2 separate regions of the Sus scrofa genome follow, and region 1 is linked to region 2. Evidence: chromatin contacts called from public Hi-C data. All regions are on one chromosome and are shown on one strand. The core of a region is the stretch at or near the end of the contact, and the rest is flanking DNA. Distances in the headings are between cores, read along the strand shown. Region 1 has its middle 920 kb from the start of NR2F2. Region 2 has its middle 700 kb from the start of NR2F2.

Region 1 (3,304 bases), core at 693-3,192, 220 kb after region 2:
CACAAACACACACACATATATATATATAAAGCACAGGAATGGAGACCCTGAACCATCTGTATTTAAGATACTATTTTTCTCAGTGGAGCTCAAATTCTATGAAAATGGCACTTTTTTCTTAAAGCACTTGTAGGATATGCTCAGGGGATCCCCGATTTCAGTATGTTCTCCACCAATACATTTTTAGTACTAGGCAGCCATGCCAGGAGATGCAGGCAAATAATATGCAGGAGATGTGGTCAAAATACTAAGTGTTCCCATATAGAATCAGACCCCGTGAGCTGACGGTTTGGGAATCCTGTTTTTGGCAGTGGCTATTACCTGATGCTTCAGAAGCCAGGAATGAATTCGCATGACCCCAGCCCTTAAGAGGTACCCTATAGAAAAATAGGAAATTGGCAAGTAGGATCATAATACAGATTTGCTGAAGTTGTCTTTCCTAGAAATCTTTGCCTTCAGTTCTGCACCTGGTGAGTTTACCTGCAAATATCCTGTGAACTGTTACTGTTTGCAATTGATCATTTAATAGGGAGAAGAGCCCTATGCTCATTCTTGTTCTCTCTGGCCTTTGGCTCCTGAAAAGTTTGCTAAATATTGTGTCCTGATAAATATTTGAATGTGCAAACTTGTCAGGTATGACTGAAACAATAAGGAGTAATACTTTGAAAGACTGGTCAATGAAGGAAATTAAATCATTTCAATCACTTCAATCACTTTTTTTCTTAATGGAAATTTAATATCAGTTGTAAAAAGGCAGAGGATAAAGAGGCAAGTCTATTCATTTTGTAACTCCACTATTCCCTTAAAACTTAAGCAAACTAAAGTTTAAATATATGTTTTATGTTTTAAATTTTGTTTTCCTAGAATAAAATCACTTTGACATCTCATTGCACTTTGTCCTAATAAGGAAAACTCTTGAATCTAGTCCACGGCACACGACATGCACATTTTTACAGAAAACCTTGTGATTTTACTCAAGTTTATCATAATTGTCATATCAGTTTCAAAAATAAACAAATCTCAAGGACAAGATATACTATTTTCATTCCAGTGATTCCAAATTTTAATAACCATTCTAAATTAGTACTAACTAAAAGCTCAGTGTGTGACTGGCGATTCTTATTTTACATTGTGTTTTGTCTTTTTGTTTTTTTTTTTGCTAAAATGACTAATGTTCCTGAAGTATTTACCCCAATCCACCATTAACATTTCTGACATCTTAATTAGCATTTGGGCAGAGCCTAGACCATCTCCACTAAACAGAAGCACAACATTTCAGAGAGTCCCACAGACTAGCTGTGGATATTTTTTGAAAGTTAAAACTCTTTCTTTTCCCTTTCCTTTTGATCATCTTTCTGCAATGGATGGTCTCTCTTTCCTTCCCCCCATTTGTCATTAGAGGAATGTAATTTCAAGACCCTTTTCTTCTACTTGCGACTTCCTCTAAACAAAAGGACACAATAAATAAACACAGGAGATAAGGCAGTTTCTCCCCCTCCCCACTCAACCTCTCCCTTGAAACTGAGCAGCCAGAACCACTTTAGTCCCTCAGATATTGTCCTGAATTAGTATCCATGCCAATGCAGGAGTGTATGATAATAAGAAACACCAAACAGGGGCCGACTGTAATATGTGTTTTGATATATATTATTTTTAGTGTTTTTGGCAAACCTATCTTGCTGAGTATACTGATGAAGTTTGCAAGTAATTGTGTACGCGTTTCTGTGAAAGATAAATGACCTTCCTTCCCAAGGACGCTTGGCCAGGCCTTAATCCTGAGTGTGTGTGTGTGTGTGTGTGTGTGTGTGTGTGTGTGTGTAACTGTTTTTGAAAGCCTGACAAGGCATCTTGATCATTTCCTCATTTTGAGGCCTACCCACAGCCTCGCACACGGCCCCCCTTTCTGAAATGTTATTATTCTGTCGTGAGGCCTTCTTCAGCCAGGATGTTACTTCATTTCCACGTTTTGTCTCAGCCTGAATGTGAATGATGCTCTTTCAGCAATATACAGCCGCTTAAACTCCCTGCTGCTGGCTTACATAAATATACAACACCCGTCTCGCCCTATAACTCACTTTAGGCCTGGAAAAATAGTGACTTCCTTTATTGGTCAGATTCTCTCGCAATTCCCAACAGCTGTATGTTCTCACCTCTGAGGATCCTTATCTTCAAGTTTCCATTTGTCTCAGCACTATTCCAGTGGATTGCCAATAAAAATGATTCCCATTTTTATAACCCTTGAGAACACAGAATCCAGCTTTCCAGAGAAACTGATTTCCGCCCCCACCCCCACAAATAAACAAACAAACAAAACCTCAGTACGACTTACCTAAAAGGCTATTTTGTCTTTAGGAGACATGGTCTTGAAACTGAGTGAGCTGAGGGATTCAGGAAAATGTGAAGTGTGGGCTTTAAACCCAGTAATTATATTCAAGAAAATCTGTGTTTATTTTCTCCCTCAAGAGAACAAATTGGGAGATACGGCATGTAATCATTAAAATAACATGTGTTCAGAGGTGTATTTCATAGCCATATATGTAAGAGACTCTATAGAAAAGGAAAACCACCTTGGTATTACATTATTCGTTTATCTTCATTAATAAATTAACATTACTTCCCGGGCTTCTGAACTGAAAATTATTTTTAAATGGGTGGGTTCTTTGAATTTATTTATTAAAGGACATGACGTAGGAAAGGAAAAAAAAGTGCCTTTAAACTTGAAATTGTTACGCAGTTGAAAGGTAATATAATGGATATAGGCACCTAATTTAGTTAGATGCCAGTGAGTCATGGACTTGGGCAAAGGCTCTGTTTACTGCTGTGGCATTTGGGACAGCTTGCTGTTTATCTGAACCTCAGTTACTGCTTCTGTCAAATGGGGGCTAACTCCCTCCCTCTCATGTTTTGAGGATTAAAAAAAGAAGAGATGGACTCACCAGTGAAATACAATATGAACAACATACAGATTTCTTGCTACTTGTTTCCCTCTGTAATAAAGTTGCGGTTACTATCGGCAAGTTTTAAATAAAAGTGTTCTGGAAGATTAGGGGCATGAAATGAAGAAAATGAGTAGTGTGGGTACTTGCACTGGAGCCACAAAACCACATACTAAAGGGAAGGGCAAGACTATTAAATACTAATGTGTCAAAGCTTCACTTAAAAAAAAAAAAAAAAGATGTGAATTCAAGGAACAGGGAAATTACCAGATTAAAGTGAGTGATACCCCTCTTTTATGACCTTGCAAGTCTCAATAGGAGGAAGAAAGATGATTGCAGACTTGCAGCATGCGTTAGCGGAAGGGACT
Region 2 (3,298 bases), core at 493-2,992:
CCATTCCCTATTGTATGAAAAGCAGGTTCTGTCATATCAAATTAGAACCACATTAATTGGTAATAAAGTCAAATCAAATCTCTTGGTATAAGAATTCATGGAATGTATTTTCTTGGAAGGAAGCAGCCTAAGAGGTAAAAAGCAAAAGTGAACCTGCCCACCTGTGTTTCCACCCCAGCTTTGCCCCTTAGAATCTGTGTGATGCAGGGAAGCTCTTTAATCTCCCTGGGCCTCAGTTTCCACATCTGTAAAGGGAGAATAAAAAATAAATAAATAAATAGGAGTGCTTATTTGATAAGGGTGTTGTGAGACTTGAAAGGAAGATATAAAAGCCCTTGGAACTGTGCCTGGCACTCCCTAGGTGCTAGGAAATGTAGAATCATTATATTTTAAAACTGTGAGTTCCAGGGCTTTTACTGTCAGCTTTTTTTAGTCCTTTGTAGTTTGGAAATTGACAGCAACACTGTAACCAGACTTCTTTGTTTGATTGGAACAGAAAATAAAAGGGGTGTAAGAAAATGGCAGGAAAATGAGGAGCCAAGGCTCTGATTTTACGGCACTGACTGAGGGCCCTCCTGCCCCATTTTGGTGCAGTTTTAGGCTAACCCAAGCCAGCAAGTCATCTTGCCTTTGGATCACTGAAATCAAGTCCTAACTATGACTTTATGGGTAGTGTAAAAAGGAAAAGTTTTATTTTTTTTTTCCCTTTCTTAAAATAATGCCAAGGAAAAAAAAAATATGTATAAGCAACCAGGCCATACTTTATTCTTATTTAACCAAAAGATTAGCACAGCGGGTTGTTGGTTTTCTTCTACTTTTTTTTTTTTTTTTTAGATTTTCCATTAAGCAAATTCTTTTAAAACAAATTTGAACTTTTCCCATCCCCGTGATTCCCACGGACAGTTGGCAAAGAATCTTGCAAAACTGGGATTTTTTCCAGGCATGAGTAACTTGTTAAAAAGGCACTATTTCCTTAATACTAACAGTAAATAGAGTTCACATCCACATAAATCCTCCATGGTCCATTGGGGAAAGTTTTATATGTATGTGTGCTTGTGTGTGTGTATGTGTATGGAATATTTTTTTTTTTTATTCATAAAACATTTGGCTCTCAGCATGTCTGTTTATATTCCACTTCTTAAAAATAAATACACACGTTTATGCCAGTTGAGTTTAAAAGGTATCCTTTTTCCAGTTGCCTGCTGTGTGCCAATGATTTTATGATGGATGGGTTCACGATACCTGGCTAGAATTCTTGAAGAATATTTCTCTTCTATTTATTCTAATTTACAAAAAGAAAAGGATAGAACTTAATCACCATGTAATTAAAATACATGTTTTCATGGAATTTAATTTTATTGGGAAAGCTCAAATAAATGTTTTCAAAACTTACAGGAAAAATTAAATGTTTAATTTTAAATTCAAATAGCAAAGTCGGTTTTCCTTTGTGCATTGAAATAGCATGACTGTGATAATCTGAGTATAAATTACCTCTTATTTATCAATGACAAATAATTATAGGACTTTTCCCATATATAAGATTATTTGAAGGATGTGTATGTTAAAGCTCTCGCCTATTAAGATTCGTTTTGTTGATGTATTTCATGGCGCTGGCAGCAATGGAGACTTGACAAAGCCACACAGTGACACAGCAATGGACCACAGACCAAGCCGTATGAAGGGCATGTCTCCTCCCTCTTCTTTCACAATGATGTGGCTATACTGGATTGTCTCTGATTCTCTTTATCTGGGTGACAAACTCCTCCTGTCTGTACACTGCCGGACTGGGTATATTTTGATAATAGGCAACCCCATGAGATATCTTGCATTTCCTGCTTCCGGTCAGATGTTCCACAAGAATAACTTTTCTACATATGTTTTTGCATTTTTGATCACAATCCCAGCTGGAATCAGGAAGTTTGGATGCAGCATGGAAATGGAAAATAATTGAAAGTCGCAGCGGCACTTTGTTGACTTTCAAAAATATTCAATTTTCTGGCCTTCCCCTAGGAAAAAAATTATATCTTCTATTATCTACTTAAACGTATGCTATCACCTCTGTTCTTTATTCAAGATACATTTTTATTGAAAAAGAATCAGAGCGTGTTTGTAAGGGACTAGAAGATTTCCCGAGGTCAGACAGTCATTCACTGGGAGATACAGGGTTAGAAATTTTAAAAATGTTAATTGAGGGCTTAATTGAAACAATGTCTATCATTGTCACTAGCTTTGGTTAATTCTTATGCCAATAAAAAACATACTCATCATAGAACTTTTCTAATGAATGTTTTTAAATAACTTAAATAGAAGAATAAGTTAACAAATAAATAAAAATCATCTCAAAAGATTTAAAGATGAATTCTGAACATAGTTTTGCTAAGTCATTTAAAAAAAATAGTCCTCTGAGCTTCATTTGGGGTATCTGCCAAATCGTACCATAACTTTGCACAGGATGTCTATTAAATAGAATTAATTTAAAATGTCTATCAAGTATTTAGAAGTGTCTGGCCCCTAAAATGGGCTAAAAATGTGAACCCCTCTGTTAATCCTCTTGCCTTTTTCTGACTTCCCCTCAGAATGTGGGCCCAACAATCCTTAATAAGATGGGATTTTCAGAGGCCCTGCATCCTTGGATAATGACCCCCACCTAGGCTGGAAGCAATTCTGTTGGCCAGTAAGATTTGGACTGAAACAGAAATAGGCAAAATTCTAGTTTTCCTGTTCATTGGTACCACCATTATTTATATTATTAACATTTTATTAAGTTTAGAGAAAGCGCTTAGTAAAATAATCCATATATTTATTCCTAAAATCCTAAAACATCTTCAGCTAGAGACCCTGCCCAATTTGTAATTCAGGCAGCTGAGCCAACATAATGAAGCCAGCCTGAGCCTTCTCTCTTTCGGAGTCTTTCCGGGGTTCCATTTGAAGCTCTAGAAAGAATTTATTTTATTTATTGTTTTGCCTTTTTAGGGCTGCACCCACAGCATATGGAAGTTCTCAGGCTAAGGGTCGAATGGGAGCTATAGCTGCCGGCCTATGCCGCAGCCAAAACAATACCAGATCTGAGCCGTGTCTGCAGCCTACACCACAGCTCACAGCAACGCCAAATCCTTAACCCACTTACTGAGGCCAGGGATAAAACCTGGGTGCTCAAGGATACTAGTCAAATTCATTTCCGCTGAACCATGACGGGAACTCCACAAAGAGTTTATTTTTATTATATTGTTATTTATATTCTATTTTGCTTTTGCCTCTTTTTTTAAGAGATTTTTTTTTTTTTTTTTGTGAAAATGTC

The links. A called contact is a pair of places that touch in the nucleus more often than the background predicts.
Region 1: a Hi-C map of liver shows a contact between it and region 2, with 5 times the contacts expected there. The contact joins two enhancer-like sites. A contact is called at or near these places in 2 of 47 Hi-C or Micro-C datasets (epiblast stem cells and liver).

Annotation. Positions count from the first base shown.
Region 1 is chr7:84,008,904-84,012,207 of Sscrofa11.1, forward strand. No RefSeq gene overlaps it. Among named protein-coding and RNA genes, the nearest start is that of NR2F2, 920 kb to the left of the region's middle. Within about 2 kb of position 1,943, at least 19 of the 83 cell types and tissues checked have an H3K27ac peak or open chromatin away from gene starts, as enhancers often do. A contact at or near this core is called in liver, where this site is marked.
Region 2 is chr7:83,784,744-83,788,041 of Sscrofa11.1, forward strand. No RefSeq gene overlaps it. Among named protein-coding and RNA genes, the nearest start is that of NR2F2, 700 kb to the left of the region's middle. Within about 2 kb of position 1,743, at least 7 of the 83 cell types and tissues checked have an H3K27ac peak or open chromatin away from gene starts, as enhancers often do. A contact at or near this core is called in liver, where this site is marked.